Regions from separate parts of the Oryzias latipes genome. Here region 1 is linked to region 2. The links are chromatin contacts, called in public Hi-C maps. All regions are on one chromosome and are shown on one strand. The core of a region is the stretch at or near the end of the contact, and the rest is flanking DNA. Distances in the headings are between cores, read along the strand shown.

Region 1 (6,580 bases), core at 1,909-4,408, 120 kb before region 2:
TCCCATCCTTTTTGCATTATTGTGTTTAGAATAAAGATTTAAACTTGTCTTTTGGCAGCTAAAATAAAGTTGTCGCCTTTTCTTTTTTTTTTGTAGCGGTGGGTGCTGCCCTCCCACATCCCCTCAGCAGCAAAGGAAAAAAACGGCTGCTCTGCATCGAGATTCGCTATAAGTTACAATCACGATTGGAACAAAAAAACACACACACAATACCGCTAAATGAGACTCCATCCTAAAACAGGAAGTGAATTTTGTTTCTTTTAACAGATCTGAAATCTGTTAGCATCTGTCCGCATGAAAGCACAGCAGCTAAAACAAAAAAATGATCTTAAAAAACAAAAGTTTGAATCTCCAAATTGTATTCCTCCCCTTCAATTCCACCCGCCAAAATAAAAGCATAGAGGAACTTCTAAACAAGTGTGATGACATAAGACCACCTCTGCTTTTAGTGAAATTATTCCAATCTTTGATATTTTAGGGGGTGAATTAAAGAAAGTTGCTTTTGTGGAGGTTTTAGGAGCTCAGCATCAGACAGGTGTGCAGCCCCGCACACCAGCAGAGGCGGTTGACACTCAGACACGGTGTGAAAAAAAAGAGGAGAAAGTCACCAAAGGGATTCGCTTACGAATAAAGGAACAAAACGGAGGGATATAAAGGTTCCAAGCAAGCTTGCAATTCACCAGCGGTTTGTAATTCACCGACCTTTGTCACCATGACGACCACAAAGTTCTTCTCATCGATTTTGTATTCTTTGAGGGCCGTGTCGTCGCTGAGGATTTTTCCTGGAAAGAAGCAGAAAAGGATTTCTGAGGGATGGACGACATCCGTCTGGGTTTTACTCGCTCTGAAAACTAGAAAACGAGGATCTGTGCCGGTCACACAAATGATGGTCATTTACACAAAATCTGTTTTTAAAAGTTAATTTCTAAGCATTTATCTTTATTCTCAACCAAAATCTTTTGTTGACTCCTATTTTTCATGATATTCACTTCAACTGCAGCGCTCTACCCATTAAAGCAGAAAAGCATAAACACATCTGTCAATCATTGACTTAAAAAAACCCATAATAATCCGGCATAAAGCAGTAAATTGAAGCCCAGTCCCGTTCTGTTGATGATTTGGATCAAATGAGGCTGAAAAACAAGCAACTACTGAGCCACAAATGCATCAATCGAATCAAGAAAGTTCTTTTAAAAGCATAAGAAGCTACAGAAGTGGTTCGCTAACCTCCATCTGTCTTCTCACCAATGAATCATGGGAAAACTGTATTTTTTGGAAAGGATTGGTGTGGAAGCTTTACGTTTTGGTGCTTTTTTTGTGCTCATGTGAGCTCTAAAGGTGACACAATGATTTCTGTACTCAACTTGGAGTCCAAATGTGCACAGACGCGCAAGCCTGTTTCCCATTGTCGATCCCCATCAGTTAGGGGGGGAGGGGGCTGTGTGTAGGTCTGGGGAGGGGGTTCTATTTTAATTTTCGTGCTTGTTTTTATATTATTTATTTGGTTTTTCTTTAATGTAAAGCACTTGTAGGAAAAGCACTTTCTAAATAATGTTCGATTTGATTCAATGCTTCCTGGGTGAAGCTGATTTGAACATAGAATTTGCCGGACCCGGGTTAGCCTAACATAGGATCCAGTTGGATCCCTTCACCCTGATGTAAAACATAAAGTGCAGGTATCTAGCGATTTTATTTTATTCTGAAGTCAAAACTAAACTATGTTTGTAACGACAGTCAGAATTTTAACACTTTTTTGCCCACATTGACAAAAAAACTATTCTTCTAGAATACAAACAGAAGCAGCAGACATCGTCATCGCCTTAAATCAATCATTTTACATAACGTCAGCAATCAATTTGTAGTCTTTTTAAAGTTTCTTTTCAGCGTCTTTGAGGCTGTAACATGCATGTCAAAATAAAAGCACAGTTCGCTTTAAGACACATTTAAAATATTGAGGAACAGAACCTAAAATAACTATTTTATGGGTTTTGGTGAAACTTTATGTACCAAAAAGTACTTGTGTGTCAACAAAAGTGTGTTTGCAGCGTATCATCATTCTTGTGGTCACTATTAAACAACACAGCAAAGAAATACATAATTTAAGACAAATGACATCAAATTAAATGCATTTTTAAATATTTTAGGCTGAAAATTCTAGATTTCTGGACTTTATAGACCCGACAGTTTAAGATCTGAAGCAATTTTGTGTCAAATATGCAGAGAAATATACAAAAAAAACTTTTAGGCAAATCAAAGAGTACAGATCTTTCCGGATCTTAACCTGCCAGGACTATGGATGCAAACTGATCAGAACCGGTCTAAACATCACGTGAGTACTCAGAGGAAGAAAGAGGCAGGGAGGGACCCATCATACCGGCGTAGATCAGCTTCTGCCCGGCCACTGAAAAGCTCTCCTTCCCCTTTTCCTGCTCAATCCTCTCCTTTAACGTCTTCACCTGCAGAAGAAACAACAACACTGACAACAATGACTAGCAGTAAACAACAATACACACAGTGAGATGACTCAGCACTTCTGGAGCCATAAGGTCCAAGTTTCTGTTGTTAAGAAGGAAACCTCCTCTAAAATCTAGCTACAGACATCAACCATTGAATCTTAGCTGTTAGCAACAGATTTAGAGGAATAACGCGCATGTCCTTAAAGTTTATCGAAAGTAAAAGTTCGGAGTAAAAGATCTCTGTCATAAATGTTTAGGAACAGTGCGAAGGCTGGCGTGTAAATAGAAACAACTTTACTATCGTCATTACATTTAAGCACAGACAACAACATTTTGCCTGAGTTTTTGTATGTTATTTTAAATCAAAAGAGTATTATTTTGCTAGCGTAATGACTCTAGTCAATATGTTTTTAACAAAAACAAACAAAAAAACATTTACTGCTGTTTTAGTTGCTCCACATAAACAACTCCCGCTCGCGCATATTTCTCACCGTTTCTTCCTCATCGATGTCGATTTTGAAGGTCTGCTGTTGCAAAGTCTTTAAAGTTATCAGCATGTTGTAGGTCGGTTTACTTCTGGCTCCAATTTTAAAAAAATCTGTAAATCTAACTTGAAAGAAATCGCTTTTTTCCGTTGGCTCATTACAAACTGTCAGCCGCCATGATTTTTCGGTTCTCTTCTTCTGTGGCGGTAAAACCGGGTAACCCCCCCCCCTCATGAAAAAACACACTAGCGCCCCTGGTGGCTACACGTTGAACTTAATCAAATAATCTGCTGGACAATAAATCCAAATCAGTTGGTCCCACCACGGTTAAATTGATTTGATTGTGGAGGATATTCTATATATATTTTTCTTCATTATATTCTATATGTTTTTTTCAATATATATACACATTTTCACATAAAAATTAATCAAAACAGAATGTTATTTTTTCCTAACACTCTGAATAAGTAAGTAATACTGAAAAGTAATACCACAGATTTCATGTCATTTAAACATTAAACACACAGCTGTTTAAACAAAATTAAATTAAATAGGATTTAAAAAGTAAAATAGCATAACAATAACAATAAAAAAAATATATACAGCACAAATATTGGAGCAAATAATTAGCACTTTGACACTAAATTATTTTTTAAATTCACGTATTAAATGGTGTAGGCTGCACAATTGTATAGTGGTTAGCACTCTTGCCCCACTGGGAGAGGTTCAAATCCCTGCTGGAACCTTGCTGTGTGGATTTTGTATGTTCTCCCTGTGCATACACAGGTTTCCTCTTGGAAACCTACCGTGCCTCAATCCAAATGGTATTTGCAAATATCGAAATAATCAATTTAGTTATTTTTAAAATGATTCTATAATTTGAATAACAACTTGGCTCAAACCGATTGATCTGGTAGGTCGTGGGAATAAAAATTGATTCATGGCTTAAGCCGATTAATCTATACGCCCCTAAACGCAACCCACAGTGTTGTAAACAAATGTTTAGGAAACATTTGGTGGATCATAAAGTTATGGTGCTTATCATCACACTGTGAGATTTAACCCTTGTGCTATCTTAGATGACCCCACCCTTACATTGACGTGTTCTCCCTACCATGACAAAGGTGGATAAAGGTGGAAAGATTTCATGTAATCCATGGACACCAGTGAAGATCACAAATCACTGAAGAAAAAAGGTTCAGAGCACTGTCTAGTGGGTCTAGATGACCCAACTCCCAATAGTAAAGTGCCTAGGATAGCACAAGGGTTACAGGTGTTGTCTACGTTATTCGTGAGCCTCCATGGGAGGCTAAGACACAGGAGTGTGATGGAGGCCTGGATCCCCCCACCCACCCACTACCACCACCCACAGGATCTGCAGCTCTTGTCGAGGAGCGTGACGCCAGGAGAAACCTTGAGAAGTCTCGTCTACGGCCCAATAAGTCTGAGCTATTTTTGTAACATGAGAGGAGCTCCAAATCAGGAAGGTGGTTTTGATGTTGTGCCTGAGTAGAAATCTTTTTTTTTTTACTTTAAGACAACAAGAAATTCTGTTGAAGGGTTGCATCAAACAGCCAGATCTTTGCTGCTTTGACTCATTGAGGCCTTCAGAAAGACATTTTGCTTCCTTCTCTGCACCCCCTCTTTCATCTTTGGCTCTCGCTCCATCCCCTCATCTTTAGAGCAGCTTTGCCCACACCGGCCTTGGCCCGGGCTCTCATCAGACATTCCTCACGTAGCTCCCCTCTGGAGCGGCGCTGTCCTCCTCTCCCCTCCCTCGTCACCGTGACTGCGCCTCTCGCTTCTGTCTCCAGGCGTCGTCAGCATGCCACCGGCCCCCTCTGATGCAGTGAGCCGCAGAGATTACAATCTGATCCCTGGTGACTTGGAGATATTTTTAAGAGATGATGTTAGACAAGTGAAATAAAGACTGAGCACAGCTAAAGACGACAGCAGAGGAAGTGTGGAGGATGGAGGCTTTTGGAAAAGCCGGCAGTCGTTGAAGACTGGCTGATGAGGCTGCGGGTTTGTGTGAAAGGAGCTGCGATTTCTGGTCAGCAGAGCTTCTGCAGGGTTTGGAGTGGAGTGCAGAGAAAACGGAGGGGTGTAGCAGACAGTGAAGGTCACAGGGGTGCCTTCTCAGCTCAAAGCTATTTCCTGCTAACAAGAAGGTGCAGAGACTGTTACCGATTTGAACAGATGCTCTGCAGTCACTTGTGCAGGAATTCATTCTGTGAAAACTTGTGACAGAGCATCATCTCAGCTCTGCATCTACAAGGTCCAAAATGTCCCTGATCTTCATCCGAAAACACCAGGATTATGACTTTATGCAATCATTGCTGGCATATGACAGTGTCTGAAGGCAGACACTAACATGAGTCAGCAGATTCTCTCAAGAAAAACCCTAAGGGGCAGCTGAGGGTTACTCAAAGGGCAACTAAAATCTTATTAAAGACCCTCTCCAATGAAATAGGCATTTTTAACATGTTTTGTGGAATTTTTTTAAGGATTGAGTACATATATAAAGAAAAAAAAGAGCTCAAAGTATATCTTTATTCAAATCGTTGGGATTCAGGATCAGAGGAAAAAATGCCGTTGGAAAAATCCTGTAGCAGCGACGCAGGAGCTACAGTGGACACAAGCATCCACTTCCAGATACACAGATCCATGGATTTCCTCGTCTGAGCTGGCATCTGGAACAAAATTGTACATCTGGAAAGCTCCCACATTTTTGTTACCGTTAAAGTTAGCTTGGGATTGGAAAAGAGGTTTTCCTCAGGGGATTTTTAAAAATGGCAGAAAATCAATAAGTGGATTTATAATTGCTTTGGTCAAAGAATAGGATTTTAAAATAAAATAAAAGCTTTTTTTTTTAACCCAAGAGTTTTTTCTAATGTGTTAAATATTCTTATCACCACAGTGGACATCAATATCAATATATATATATATATATATATATATATATATATATATATATATATATATATATATATATATATATATATATATATATATATATATATATATATTTAAATAGTTTTTTCCGTATTTCTTTAATATTTAACTTTATGATATTCTTTCTTTGCAGAACTTTGGTGACCTGCTGTCTGTAAAAATGATCAGATATACAATTTGTTTGGGAGTTTTGCTCTTTTTGCAGTTTGAGAAAACGCTAAAAGATATGAAAAAAATGCACCTGTTAATTTTTAATAAGTCCAAATCCGATGATTCTTTAGTCTATCTCACAATTAGTCTATTCTTTTACTCAAATATACAATAGTTTGATGTTTACATTAGAAAAGCGGTTGCACGGTGGCGCAGTGGTTAGCGCTCTTGCCTCACAGCAAGAAGGCCCCCGGTTCAAGTCCCGGCTGGGGGACATGAAAAACAGAACATCAGTGGGGGACCTTTCTGTGTGGAGTTTGCATGTTCTCCCCGTGCATGCGTGGGTTCTCTCCGGGGTCTCCGGCTTCCTCCCACCATCCAAAAACATGCTTCATAGGTTAATTGGCAACTCTAAATTGACCATAGGTGTGAGTGCGGGAGTGAATGGGTGTGTGTGTGAGTGAGGACATTCTACCCTGCAACAAACTGGCGACTTGTTCAGGGTGTCCCCCCTGCCTTTGCCCACAAGTGGCC
Region 2 (6,742 bases), core at 2,736-5,235:
TATAATCAACATTACATCCCTCAGTTATGATGAGGAAATTTACATCCCCGATGCCCCATTTCCCATGAGTCTTAGGGGCTAAAGGCGGGGCCAACGCCCGGCTCGCCATTCTGTTGTACGTGTTTAAGAATGAGCAGCAGTGCATGGAGGGGTGAACGGGTAAAGCTCTCCTTCCGCTTGTGTCGCGGCAGCGTTATGGGAGTAACAGGGCTGGTTAAAAAACACGCTAGTAAAATAAAGCAGCGACGACTGAAAAGCGCGCGCCTCAGCGCGATACGCGCGCCTCCTCGCGGCGCGTGGGTCAGAAGTTTCCTTCCACAACAAACACTTGCTCCGCGGACGCCTCGAGTAAGCCCTGGCTGCAGCCTGCAGAATGGCTCGACGCCTCCGCGCCCCCGCGCGCTCCTTGTCTCCCCTTCCTATCTACTCCGACAGCTCTGGCCAGCGCGGCTACAGGGAGGAGCGCTTCGTCCCCATTGCGCCGGTGGACGGAGCAAATCGTGTCTGTGCAGAGCAATCGGACTTAATACTGTACGTTTTGTGTATGAGGGGCGGATGCGTTGTTACGTGTGGGAGCCTTCAGACTGCCATCGGCCCCGCAGCTCACACGACACGCAGTCTCCAGCTCACACGGAGGCTGTGAGCGTTTCAATGCAAATCTCTGCTCAGTCCTTAGAAACCGTTAACACGACCACGTCAATTTGTGTTTCCAGTCGTGTCCCGACAAAATAAAGGCTGATATTATTGCCACATATTTACGTGCAGCCAGCCGAGTCACTATGACTCAGAGGTAAATGCACTCCTGAGCATGCGCTGTTCTCTCCGTCACGCAGCTGACCGGCTTTTCCAAACCCGTTGGTGATTTTTTCACGCTGCTTTTAACTATTGCTTTTATCTTGAAAGCTTCATCATATTGTAGCGGCGATCACGTGCACGTTGGGTCTAATGGCACCAAAGGATTCTGGGATGCGGCTGGACATGCGTGTTTCGTTTTGTTGAACCATGACTGAAGTGTCTAAGACCTGAAGTGAGGTCCATGCTGTTTGGCTGCTTAGAGGTGTGTTGAAAAACAAATGACTTGTGTCTGATGTTAGAGAATTCAAATCATTCAGTGTGTCCAAAAATATGTACACGGCGGCCGCCAATAAAATCCAATAATTAGCCGCTTCACTGAATAAGCCGCAGGACTGTAAGCGCAGGAAAAAAGTAGCGGCTTGTAGTCCGGAAATTACGGTAAATAACCCCTAAATGCTTTGTATCAAGCATTCTATCCAGCCATTTTCCAAACATCCCTTAATATATTTTGAGAAAATGGGGTTGCTGGAGCCTAGTCCGGCTGCTGTTGGGTAAAGACGGGGTACACCCTGGACAGGTCGCCAGTCTGTTGCAGAGCCTGTAACTACGATTTAAATGTCTTTTTTTTTCTCACGTTCCAACAAATTACAAACTGGTGTCATTATTCAAATGGTAGACCCTAACCTTTAACCTATAGGGCAGCCAGAGGGAGCAGTCGACCTCTGATCGGAAGATCACAGGTTTGGTTCCCGCCCTGCCCGCATGTGCATCAAAGTGTCCTTGGGCAAGACGCAGAACCCTTCATTGTGGTGGTTATAGGTTGGAGATAGTGTTTGACAGTGGAGCCGCCATCAGGGTGTGAATGTATGTGTGCACAGGCGAATAGGAGTCTGCCTGTAAAGCAAAGTGCTTTGGGCCTTCTAAGAAGTGTTAAATAAGTATACGCCATTTACCATTTTGTCAGTTATTTTAGTTCTTTACACTGTTTTATTTAAGTTTTTAATTTTAAACAAAATTTCAAAATGAAACCACCAGCTTCAGGTGAAAAAAAATATTCCAAATCAATAATCTGCCAACTCCATTCTTCAACATTAGTCAGGTGACTGAAGCTTGCAGGTCCACTTATTTATCATAATAACAAAACAATGATTTTATCAACTAAAAGTTTTGTTTTGGTTTCATCAGACCTCAGGATGTGCTCATTCTCATTAAAACACAAGTATGTTTGGGACCTAGATGCAAGAATCAAAAGAACTCTGTCTTCTCAAAAGAAGACACTTCAAACTAAGATTCAGAGATGACAAATTAAACTAAACATTTTCTTTAACAGTCATAAAGTCATCAGGCTTTCTTGAGATCATTAAAGACTCTAATATCTGTGTGTTTCCTAGTACCATTACAGTAGGCCCATTTTTGGAGATCTTGCAGCTGTTCTTGATGTGTGGCTGGCCTTGAATTGTGGTAGGCTGTTTCATTTGCAGAATCAGTACCACATGAAGAGGCTCCTCTGTTTTCATGTCTAGATCTGTGTGAGTGGGGAAAACAGAAAAAAAAAGAAATCATGGTTGAAGAATTTACAAGGGACTCCCTTACCGCCTTTAGCTTTCCTTCTCCCAAACTTCCCTTGGTCTTTTCCTGTGTGGCTCCAGTCATGTCCCTCCTTGCTTTCATCTTATTAGAAAAGAATAAATGCTTATTTAATTGCTTAAAGTTATTGCAAGAAAGGGTTTATCTTCAATAAGACAGTAAATTATGATTCAATTACTTTTGCTAAATTAAAAAAGGGGAAAAAAAGGAAACTCAGGTGGAATTAGATTGTCTACTACTTGGTCACATCAAACCTTTCTTTTTGAACAAAAATGTATTAAATGAAATAAATTCTACCAACTATTGTCAATTAGTTAGATCAAAAGAAGAGAAAATGAATAGACTAATCTGTCTTTATGGAATCAAGATATGAAAAAAAACAGCAAAATCATTTGTTGTTAATATTCAAATATTTGTTTGTTTGTTGTACGTACAATATAGGAACATATTTAGTTTTAGTTATATAATTTGTCAGAAAGTTTATTTTGTGTTTTATATGGTGGCCTAGAAGTGCAAATCACACCAACAAGTCTCTTATCGAAAAAACGTGTTAAAGTTTTATTTTTCTTTGAGGATGACAGAAATAGAAATGTATTTGGTCTCACTGCTGGCTTGAATGGTTATTACAGTGTGTGTTTTTTGAATGTGTGGTTGTGTGTAAGTTTGTCCCCTAAAGCTTTCTGTTGCTTTTCTGATGGACTTATCCTTTGTTGCCATTTTACAAGTCACAAGTACAGAGAGATACACACGCCCACATAAACACACACACAGAAATGAGATGGTTGACCTTGTTAATGTGTGAAAATCAAACTATTCTTTTAGAAAAAAAATCCCAAAATTACAATTTGAGTTGCTGAAGTTGCTTTTAAAATCACAGGTGAGTTTTTTCAAGATAAAGGAAATTAACAGAAACATCTATAAAACACTTAAGCAGAAAGTGTTTGTGTATTTTTTGTTTATTTTTAACAGAATGTCCCCACACCACAACGTGTCCTTGTAAGAGTAGTAAGAGCTTCTAAGTGGGTACCCACAAGTATAGCCAAAGTAGACACTTTCTCTCTCACACACACACACACACACACACACACAAACAGCCTCACCATTGGCTCTGCAGAGAGAGTCCCTTGTGTCTCCATCTTTTTTTTGCCTGCAGCTGCTGGCCAGCCTGTCAGTTCCCAGGCATCAAACCTTCAGTGATGACGCCTCGTCACGCCACCAAGTGGTAACCATTTGTCTAGCAGGGTTGAGGCACAGCATGGTGTTAGAAAAGCTGTTTCAGCAACAAATTTTAACATTTATGAACAAATAAAAACATAGAGCAGTATAAACTACATATATCCCTTTTTTCAAGCCTACTAGTATACCATATATAACTTTTTTTCATTTAATCTTATGTGTCAACTTCTGCATACTTATTTTATGTCAGCAAAACATCAATTTCCTTTACAGCTCATTAGGTTTTCGACTGCTTATCTAGTTTATATTTATATTTTTCCATCTATTTAAGAGAATTAGTCCTTTCACATTTCCTGTCTTCATACTGCTTTGGCCTGCCCTCATGTCTCGACACCCTCCCCCCATCTTGGCCTTTAATCTCCCTGCTGACCTGTTCTTTTGTCTTCCTAAGAGTAAAAAAAAAAACCTTACAATCATATATAAACAAAGATAGAACAGACCTGAAGCTTTGACCATTTTGGTTACAGATGAGCTATATTTGTGGTCAGCCCTTGCTGGAAAACAATAGAATGTTTTTCTGAAACATTCAAAAAGTGCAGTCTTTTTTTTTGTTACCTGATCTGTTGAAACACTTACAGAATTTTAAGTTTTATTTTGTTATTTTAGCTAAAAAAAAGTCTCTTTGTCTTTGTTGTGTTGTTTGACTTTTTTTAAACCAGGACTTCTCCTTAAAGCAATTTTAAATATTATAAAAATAAAATAAAAAATAAAAACAAATTTGAATTTAATTGTAAGTTACTAGTAGAAAACATTTTCTCCCAACAGTATAACTTTATAATAAATGCTCTTTATAATTTTGGTTTTTATTCAAGGATTGACTGAACAACTAGACGAGAGTTTCTATTTGGCATCTAAGAAGTTGCCACAAAGAAGCCGACAAACAAAATTGCTGGAATGATGTTTAAAATCCAAAGATCTAGCAAGAAGGTGATCTTTAAAAATCTCCCAGAAATGTTCCAGTTTTTAAAAAATGCCTCAAAACAGAAATGACAGCAATGTGAAAAGCAGACTGTTTTTTGTTGCCCTCGTGTTTGTAGCTTTAATGTTATTGAGGAAAAGTATTTATTTATTCAAATTAGTGTTTAGAAATGAACACAAACTACGCTCTGATTGTCTAATGGTCAGACAAGAAGCACTCAGTGGGCACAAAGGGATGTGCCCTTATCACTTGAACAGTCTTAACAGGTCCCCTGCGTAGTGTGCAGAGATTCAGGGGATTTGAAAAGTGAAATATCTGTATGACATGCCTGCATCTCACCTACTTCCCCCTTACTTGGTGTATAAGTGTTCCCTACAACCTGTTAGCCATAGAATGCCTGTAGAAAAAAATGTACATCAGCATTTTCAGTCTATAGTAGGAATGGGCAACTGCAGGCCTTGATGGCCACATTCCTGCATGTTTTCTAACATACCCTGCTCTGCCATGTTCTTATTGGATGGACACACCTGAACCGGGTAATCAGTCATGAGTAGGGCTTGGATATCTAGAAATTATGCAGACACACATGCCCTCAAGGCCTGAAATGTCCCATTCCTGGTCTACGGGGTCACCAAGTGGTCTTTGACCTTGATGTTTTGTGAGGGCCACCTGCTTGCCCCGAACAGGTTTGCCCATTTTTTGCCCCCAGACAGCCTGTATCCACCCGTAGGGCCAGATGTGACTAAGGCATAAGATGTGATGCATGTGAATGGACAAATAAAGCAGACAAGATAAAATGTGAAGCACAGTTGTGGGTCTCATTAAAAAGACAGAAAACTTTTAACTTCCATTTTGAGTTACAGGGTTGATGGTTTAGCAATGATTGTTACGTTTTGAGAATGACCTGCCACAGCTTGAACCAGCCTTGATGCAAACACGAACACTCGGTCGTCTGTGGAGTTCAAACACTTCAACAGCCGCTTCTTCATCTGCAGAAAGCATCACTTTGAATCGTCTTTGAACATCTCTCTTCTACTCCACACCAAACGCCTGCTTTAAAATTCATCCCACCAGGGAGGGACTTCACTGTCTACAGCTACATAGACACGATTTTTAAGGGGGAATTTGGGGGATTTCTCTCCTGCAGCTTTTCAGAAAGGCTGAGGTATCAGTCAGGTGCTGATGTTACACTGATGCAACCTCTCAGCCCGCAGAGGACGTTTTCCTTGTGGACGTCAGGCTAATCAGATGTATCTGCAGCTTCAGGATCCTAAAGTGATAAGAGGGAGAAGAGGGTTTTCTGTTGGTAAATAAAAAATACAAGCTATTTACATTTATTTTAGATATTATTTTTTAATATGAATAGGTAAAGAAGACCTTAAAGTCTCACTCCAATCATCTATTGATGTATTTTAAAAGCATTCTCAGTGGTCTTTAAATTCTGTTTTTTTAGGCAAAATTAAAAAACTGTGTCCTTTTAAATGACAATTTCTGCAAAGCAGGGGGGGCGGGACTGTTGGCGAAGAGTGGGTCTGACCTCATTTCCCATCATCTCTTTGTTGACACTCTCTCCTGCTAGCTTACAGATCCTCCTCCACACATATTTCGTTTTTCTTATTCTTATATCTTAAGTTTTAATCAATAACTTCCTGGATCTAATATTTGTCACCTGTGGAGTTCTTCTTGGTTCAAAGAACTGTCTCCTTTTTTTCTTTTCGTTTCTTCTTCTTCCTGATGGCTGGCATACAATTTTTAAGTGCATGGCTGGCACGCACTGGTATAGAGTGTCTACTTTAATTCCAATGTATTTATTTGTAGTCATTCCAAAGAAATGGTTGAGGGTGAAGCTGCTTTTTATTGGAAGGACCTTACCACCCACAGCAGAGGAGGAGGGGGGAACTGGGATTGTTCATTTGAACTTTTAGTTTATAAATATTAGTTAATTTTTTGAGTTAACTAAATCCTTGTTAAAATAATGACTTAAGTTCATGTTCATGTAAAACTTCCAAAAAGTTATTTTGCGTTGTATTAGCTCCGTGCTGTTGGTGTCAATGGTCTGGCTGGCCAATATAAAACCTCCTGATGTGTCTTGTTATGCTCAGTTTGTTTTTTTTTTTTTTTTAGGCCGCTTTGGCCTGGGTTTACTGTTAAGTACCTTCATTTAATTTATTTTCAGGAAGGGTCGGCATTTCAATCTGAGTATCG

Evidence for each region. Hi-C and Micro-C count contacts between places; a contact is called where the count stands out from the background.
Region 1: a Hi-C map of embryo shows a contact between it and region 2, with 2.4 times the contacts expected there. The contact joins the promoter of rad23b here to the enhancer-like site in region 2. A contact is called at or near these places in 3 of 5 Hi-C or Micro-C datasets (embryo and gastrula embryo).

The regions. Positions count from the first base shown.
Region 1 is chr12:9,287,238-9,293,817 of ASM223467v1, reverse strand. rad23b (UV excision repair protein RAD23 homolog B) reads right to left here and starts at 3,158. Exons shown (of 10, transcript XM_004074582.4): 1 at 2,948-3,158; 2 at 2,375-2,456; 3 at 703-782. The coding sequence starts at 3,013.
Region 2 is chr12:9,164,119-9,170,860 of ASM223467v1, reverse strand. No RefSeq gene overlaps it. Among protein-coding and RNA genes, the nearest start is that of tmem38b, 14 kb to the right of the region's middle. Within about 2 kb of position 3,985, at least 2 of the 8 cell types and tissues checked have an H3K27ac peak or open chromatin away from gene starts, as enhancers often do. A contact at or near this core is called in embryo and gastrula embryo, where this site is marked.